2 separate regions of the Anas platyrhynchos genome follow, and region 1 is linked to region 2. A link is a contact called in public Hi-C data. All regions are on one chromosome and are shown on one strand. The core of a region is the stretch at or near the end of the contact, and the rest is flanking DNA. Distances in the headings are between cores, read along the strand shown.

Region 1 (4,108 bases), core at 1,559-4,058, 140 kb after region 2:
AGGCGCCCTCTTATATTATGGGTCTGAAGTTTTCTCCAGAGCTGGATGTTGTCGCTGGCAATGCTGAGACTCTTAATAATTTTTTGGTGTTCCTGATTCTCATTTATCAAGAAACAAAACTTTAGAAAACAGTAACTGGTAAAGTTGTTCTCTGCCCATGTGCCATTAAGTGCTAAGTTTTTTTCCAGAGGCTTAGCAGCTACTGATTCAGTTATTAACTTACATGAAGGAACTTTTTCTATTTAAGAAATTATAACATTAAGTAAATAAGTTTTATTCTTTTACCAGTAGTTTTATACCTCTTTGTGTAAAGGAGACTTAACCTTAATTCATGTAATGTATCATCAGATAAAAATAATCTAAATATGAAAAAACACATGTATACATGTGAATGCAAATGACCAAAATAAAATCTTAGCCTTAACACGCTCTCAAGCTGTGTTGATAGTTCTTCTAAATCCCTTCTTGCATAATTTGAGAATCTACTAGAAACAAAGAAAACATCATATTGCTATTAAGATTTTCTGATTCTGTTTACTTTCATGAGAAAGAACACCAGAAAGTGTCCCAGTTCTGGACACAGAAATACTACTATTCTCATCTTTATTTCAGTACTTTATGTTAAAAACAAGGATTGCTTCAAGTCTCTTGTACTTTTCCCTGCTACTGGCTAGTTATATCTAATAAGTTTGCAGCCTGTACTTGTGGGACCATGACATGACTAACTGTTGATGTAATTTTCTTAACTGCTACAAAGATTAACTTCTAACATATTCATAAAAATGCAACTATCTAATGCAAAAGTACCTGGAGAAGTTGAACTAGAAATAATAACCAATTAAAAACAATACCTAATGAAACTTACTGTCATAAACAAGCTGGGGAGTCATGGATGACCTTCTTTAAGTGGCTGATGGCATAATGGCTGTGCTTATGCTATTGATTAGTACATTTTATTTGTAGGCCATGGCATATTTGAAGTGCTGTATACTGCCAAGAAAAATTTATAGATGACTACAGCTGAACTCTGTGCTGTTTGCAGTCATATCCCGTTCAGTAAAAATGTAATAAAAGGACTGACTTGCCGATAGTGTACTAGCATCATACATCATTAAAGGAATGGCTGGAAAAACAAATGTGCCAAGTCAGGAATTCATATAAAGTCTTAAAAACTTTTATAAGGAGGTAAAAAGAGATGATATGGTGGAAATAACCAGTTCAAATAGCCAGCTTTTGCAGATGTGCTGACAATATGGAGCTTGCAGAAAATCCTTCCTGACCAGATGTTCTGGCACAGCTGTACATGACACAGAAAGCAAGCAAAAGAATCAGGTTAAATCTGACCAGGTAGCTAAGCCTCAAGCAAAAGCAGTCAGTCACCCTGAATTCCTGGAGTCACCTCACATTGCATTACAAACTCAGTCTGGAAACTTACTACCAGGAGCTTTGCTACAGCTACCTCAAAACACCACCTTGCAGATAGTCAATGAAGCTCTTGTGTTACAAGACCAGCGGCTGTCCAAAATGAGGGGATTAGTAAATTAACTTTACAAATGTGTGACTCCTGCAGGAAGAAAGATTAAACTTGCAGTTTAATTTTTTTTTCAACTGAGTTTGTTGCTTAAAGAACTACTAAACTCAGAGATGTGCCATCTATGGAAATTACTGATTAAAAAAATGTGTAAGTTGCTGATTTGATTACAAGTCCTAAAAAGTGTTTGGTCAAAACAAATCATAAGAAATGTTAGTAAATGCTGTTCATTAGCAGTTCTGTTAATATTTAGTGTCATCAGCTTTTGACTGGGACCATATTTAAACCATGTATAACAAAAATGCATTCGCATTTTGTTGTCCAAAAATGCTCATTCTTGTAAGGAACTTCAGGTGTGTTGTTTTTTTCTCTCTCTTTTTTCTTTTACAGAATCACAGAATTTCTAGGTTGGAAGAGACCTCAAGATCATCGAGTCCAACCTCTAACCTAACACTAACAGACCCCACTAAACCATATCCCTAAACTCTACATCTAAACGTCTTTTAAAGACTTCCAGGGATGGTGACTCCACCACTTCCCTGGGCAGCCCGTTCCAATGCCTAACAACCCTTTCGGTAAAGAAGTTCTTCCTAACATCTAACCTAAAACTCCCCTGGTGCAACTTAAGCCCATTCCCCCTGGTCCTGTCACCAGGCACGGGGGAGAACACACCAACCCCCACCTCGCTACTTTTGTTTTAAGCCTTTTGCTGTTTATTATGTATGAGTAATCCAGTGAGGAGATTAAGATTCTCCCCTCTCCACCCCCCCAATCTAGTAAAAGCACAACTCAAATCTGTCATATATAATAAAGCTAAGACAAGCCAACTATTTTCTGTGTCAGCAGCCACCCACTAGAATCCTTTAGTGAATAACAAAATCAACAGAAAAAGGAAACAATGTCTATAATCTGTAATATTTATGAGACAAATACTTTAATTTATGAAGAGTACAAGGTGCTTCACAATATTAATGAAAAATGGATGTTATTCAGGGCAGTGTACTGAGCTGCCAAAATCTTCCTTCAAACCACTTCACACTGTAAATCTGAAGAATTCACACTACTATACTGATGTGTGTATATATATATATTTCCTAGGTGAGCAAGTGCAGTCTCACACAGAAGAATGTGAAGCCATGTCCAATTACAGATAAGGAAAAAGTCTGTAAGGAGTTTTTTGAAGAAGCACATTCTTGTCTCAGGAACTGCTTCAAAGTTGTAAGTATAACTGTGTCAACCAAGGACTACCCAAGTACTCAAATGTCATACTTCAGAACAGTGCACAGAATTATTGCAAGGATATAAAAGTTTAATTGCAGATAACTTAAGCCTCAAAGCCTTAAATTCAGGATGAGAATAAAGATTTGTGAACAGTATTTACAAGGTAGAGCTGGGGGGAGGGGACAAAATTCCAAATCTCCTTTTCAATTCTCTTCCAGGTGTATTGCTAGATTGCTCTCTCTAGAAAATATGTATGCTTGCACCCCTTACACCAAACAAGTAAACAAACTCCCTTTCTGTTAAAGGTGGACCCCAAACCATTCTACATCATGTGTACATATGACGTGTGCCTCAAAGAAGATGAAGGCTGCATGCAGTTTAGCAGCAGCTTTTGTTCATTTGTGCAACTGAAATTTTGTTCCTGTGGAAATTCCTCCTCAGTGGTAAGTGTCTTCATTCTGAATATTCTGACTGCATTGTTCCAATACTTTCATATCTGATATTCAAGATCACACAAGAAAATGAAACTAATGAATCTGACTATGGTGTGAGTAAAAACAGTCCTATTCCAGAATTAATTCTCCTTGCTCCTTTTCCATCTTATCTATCCTTTCTGCTGCTTACTCAGAAGCACAGCATAACCTATCTGATTCATACTCTAATGGCTTTCTTATTTCCTCCTAAATTGCTTTGTAGAATAAAGCAGAGGGGATACTTGTAGTATATAAAGGAATTTCATGAGGAGTTCCAATTCGCAGATACTAATTTTGTTTCAACCTTTTTTTGGTCTAAATATTGCATGTGGATGCATAGTAACAGTATTATTGTCGTGGTTCTGCTCGAGTGGGTAGCCGAGCTCCACCACAGCCGCTCTCTCACTCCCCCTCCTCAAAGAGGAATGGGGAGAAAATATGTGAAAAGGGCTCAAGGGTTGAGATAAGGATGAGAAAATCATGCAATAATTATTGTAACGGGCAAAACAGACTCAGCATAAGAAGATAGTACGATTTATTGCTCATTACTAACAAGCTAGAGAAGTGAGAAACAAAGGAAAGAAACCAAAAGCACCTTCCCCCCCCATCCACCCTCTTCCACCTTCTCCCCCCGAGCGGCGCAGGGGAATGGGGGTTATGGTCAGCCTACAGCACTTCTTCTCTGCCGCTCCTTCTCGGTCACTCTCGTACCCTGTGCTGTGGGGACCTGTAGTGGGTTTACGTGGCAAGGCTTTGGTAGCAGGGGGCCATAGGGGTGGTTTCTGTGAGAAAGATCTAGAAGCTGCCCCATGTTTGGGAAGGGCCCCATTGTTTTCCAAATCTGAGCCAATAAGCGATGTTGTTTTGCGCCTCTGTGAGAGCA
Region 2 (3,899 bases), core at 935-3,434:
CACCACATTGGTGTCTGTGAGCCGATGGACCGAGCGGCCTGGGGTTGGTCGCCGTGCCGTTCCTGAACCAGGTCGCCACTGCCCCCTGAAGGCAACAGTCATACACTTGTCCCTAGTCAAGTAAGGGAGCTAGCAGGAGAGACAGTGATGGTAGGTAGTTCTGCCATCCTGACAGAGGTGTAAGAAAATGATCCCTGAACTCACATGTGGGGAATTGGTATTGTCTGGAAAGAATATTTGTAAAAGTATAATAATAATAATCAAGGAGCACAGATAATCAGCCTGGAGAAAAGGAGGCTCAGGGGCGACCTTATTGCTCTCTACAGATACCTTAAAGGAGGCTGTGGAGAGGTGGGGGTTGGTCTGTTCTCCCACGTGCCTGGTGACAGGACGAGGGGGAATGGGCTTAAGTTGCGCCAGGGGAGTTTCAGGTTGGATCTTAGGAAGAACTTCTTTACCGAAAGGGTTGTTAGACACTGGAACAGGCTGCCCAGGGAAGTGGTGGAGTCACCATCCCTGGAAGTCTTTAAAAGACGTTTAGATGTAGAGCTTAGGGATATGGTTTAGTGGGGACTGTTAGTGTTAGGTCAGAGGTTGGACTCGATGATCTTGAGGCCTCTTCCAACCTAGAAATTCTGTGATTCTGTGAATATTGAAGAGAATGCTGTTGTGTAGAGTGGGTAGGAGATGCAGGTAGCTACAAAAGGCTCTTGTGGCTAGGGAAGAAAACAGATGCCATACAACTTGGAAAGGATGCAGGAATCCATTCCACAAGTAGTATGTGCAGGAAGGAAATAGAAAGGAAGGAAATAGGTATACCAGTCCATTAAAATATTGTCTGTCCTAATAAATCTTTGTTCCTTACAGACAGCATTCCGCGTGTCTTTTCTGCGGGAAGTTACACTTCCAAAGCAAAGATAACATGATTCCCCTTCTTCCTCTCCCCCAGTTTTAATACTTGCTGTGGCCTTGCAGATTTCTGGCAGGGGATTGTTTCGTGTTGGTATTTACTTTGGTAGTGTGGGTTGCTGCCTTTTTTTTTATGTTTGTTGGGGGGGGGGGTGAGAGGGAGGGTGACGACATTGCCTGTTATGAATAGTGTTAGTAGTATCTTTACATATTTGTGACCAGGTTTTGTAACTCCAAACCAGCTTTCTGGTATTCAAAGAAGTTCAGACTCAGACCTTTGCATTATACTCATGCTGTCTGCTACCAAACTCTGCCGTCAGGTCTCTGCTGTAGCAGTGCTTAAATACAGGACTGGAACCAAACAGGATGTTTTGATGGGTGATTTATTTAGGCTGATTTATATAGTTTAGAAACATAGGCAGTTCTATATATGGCCCAAGTCTCTTGCATGTTTGTCATAGGCAATGGTTACGTGCACTTCTTTTGCTTGTCAGGAGGACACTACAGTGTGAGTTCTGCATAGTCATGGCCTGATCTTGGGCACCAAGTCATGCTTTTAGGCAATGACTGGTAGAACTTGGCTTCGCTCAATATAAGCAAATTTAGAGTTTACATCTGTGTGTTGTAGGATGAATCTGCATCTCTCAAAACACATTCCAGCATATTCTGCTGCTGAAAGTTGTCATTATAAAATGGAGTTTTGCATTTTCTTGTTTTTGTTTATTTATATATATATATATATATATATTTTTTTTTTTTTTTTGACCCTGAAAAACCTTCCTCTTGGATAAAGGAATCCCATTTTCCATCTAAGATGAAGCATTGGTTTGAAGAAAACTCCGTGTTAGAAAGTGGAGCTGAGTTTAAAAGACAGGGCAATGAGTTGTAGAGGAGCAGTGTGTACTGCATGCTGCACTGACATTACTTGGCAATTCATACAAAATAAAAGAGGCAGGAGAATCTACAGCTGTGTATGTGCAGTTGGTCCTTAATCATTAGCAGTGACTTGTCTTCAGCTGAGAAAATAAATCTGTTTAAATTATATCACATAATAAATATACTGAATGCAACAGATTGAAGAGTTCTTCTTTCTGTTGGAAAAAAAAAAAATAATAAAAATGTTCAGTTTCTTTTCAACCCAAACTACAGGTGCATCTGGCTTGTTTGCAATTTTGTGGAGGGTAAGAAATATTTATTTTTGTGTGGACAAGCACTGGGCACTCAGGCTCCTCTCAGCTGCACGACCTTGCAACCCAAGCAGCAAAACAACAGATTCTGCATAGCTGGTAGCTGGAGACAAAATATGCTTACTGGCATGCAGGTTACAATCTACTGGGAAGATAATGGGGTGAGCAATTTGGTCTCTGGACTTGGGTGGAGTCTGCTTTTGCTGTTAAGCGAGCAGCCAGGTGACTTCAATGGTTGTGCTCTTAGACAGAGGCATGGTCACTGTTTTACAGGCACAGCTCCTCCTGTTACACATTCTGTGGTCTGACACCACAGGAACCAAGCCTTCAGAAGTGTGGTGTGGCAGAAACATGCTCTGACATATGCCACAGAAGATAACAAGTGGTGCAGTTTGCAAAACAGCATACAAGAAATGACCAGGAAGAAAGTAAACAAGAAATGACCAGGAAGAAAGTAAACACCTACAAAGGCATTTCCGGGTCTCTTGGAAGACTCAAGGCAGTCCTGTTTCATGAGATCTCAGGCTGGATGGTGAGACAGGAGAGTAGCGGGGCACTATGTTATTTAGTCTAACCCTCAACCTGATGTCTTGGCCTGTGTCTTAACATCCTTTGGATGGCTTCTCGTTCTCTGGAACTGAAGCATGTGGCTGACTACCACTCTGTTTCCCATATATCAAAGGTAGGCACTGTGATAGGAGGCCAAAGGGATCTTGCTGACTCCAGTAATCAGGACTTTCACAGTGGATAACTGTGCCTCTACCATTTCTGTTGCTGCCTAAGGCTTGTCAAAGGCTGCTCCAGCACCAAGTCCGAGATGACAAAAGCAGAGGGTTTCCCCTCCCCAAGTGGCATGCTTTCACAAGGATCCTTCACACACTTCATTTAGTGCTGATCTAGTACTTTTGTTGTGAGCTTTAGTAATCTTCTGAGGGTCTAGCTGCTAGCAGTGCTGTGGCTTTTCACTTAAGAGGAGAACATCTAACCCTGTGTTTTGAATGGCTGAAGTACAAGCTGCTGCTTGAGTCCTTTTGGTAGGATTTGGATACAGATTGTTCTGATAAAGTGCTAGAGCTGTATCTTTTTGTACTGTCCTAGTTCTCAGATGGTAATTTTATGTAATTCAAATGAAAAGAGATGCTGTGATAATTTCTAATTGTTACCCATGAAGCCTATTTGCACAGCCCTGGACACCCAAATAGGGCAGCTTTAACTAATATATCCTGCAGTTCTCAATGAATCATTTGTATTAGAGTTTGCTGTCACATAGTCTGCTGAAGGAGCAGAATTGCAAGTAAAGCATTGTCAGTTCCAGTCCTGGCAGCCTGGTTATCACCCATCAGTTTTTTACTGTGTAACTGATAATTCAGCAGGTTTTGCTGAAGAAAGAGAATTTTTTCAGTTGCACTGAGATGTCATAAGTGCTTCAGGTAACGACAGCTAAAAGCATCTACTGTGCTTGTACTGAAGCAAAGAAAAGCACTTTTTTCTTTCTTTTCAGGCCAGTGGTTCCCAGAATAACAATGTATGTTTGAACACACAGCTTCATTTCTGTAAGGGGATATTGCAGCTTAAATGTTTAACACTAGGGTTCCGTAAACTCCAGCCTCAGCACAGGGCTGTTGCTACCAAATTAAAATAGTCCAGGAACAGCCTGTTAACACAGCAGTGTGCTTATCAATAAGAAAATTCAGCCCCTCCTACTCTAATGCCAAACTGGTCAGAACTTCTTAGAAGAAAGAAAAATCTCTGAATCTATGCAATATTTCACATCTGCATCCGTTTGCTCCCTATAGGAAGGGG

The links. A called contact is a pair of places that touch in the nucleus more often than the background predicts.
Region 1: a Hi-C map of skeletal muscle shows a contact between it and region 2, with 2.8 times the contacts expected there. The contact joins two enhancer-like sites. A contact is called at or near these places in 2 of 8 Hi-C or Micro-C datasets (liver and skeletal muscle).

The regions. Positions count from the first base shown.
Region 1 is chr15:3,062,728-3,066,835 of IASCAAS_PekinDuck_T2T, forward strand. LOC106019526 reads left to right here. Exons shown (of 67, transcript XM_072023999.1): 64 at 1,298-1,536; 65 at 2,630-2,749; 66 at 3,058-3,074; 67 at 3,076-4,108. The coding sequence ends at 3,199. Among named protein-coding and RNA genes, the nearest start is that of RMI2, 14 kb to the right of the region's middle. Within about 2 kb of position 2,809, at least 1 of the 8 cell types and tissues checked has an H3K27ac peak or open chromatin away from gene starts, as enhancers often do.
Region 2 is chr15:2,924,352-2,928,250 of IASCAAS_PekinDuck_T2T, forward strand. The region is part of intron 3 of LITAF (lipopolysaccharide induced TNF factor); the gene reads left to right. Among named protein-coding and RNA genes, the nearest start is that of LITAF, 71 kb to the left of the region's middle. Within about 2 kb of position 2,185, at least 2 of the 8 cell types and tissues checked have an H3K27ac peak or open chromatin away from gene starts, as enhancers often do.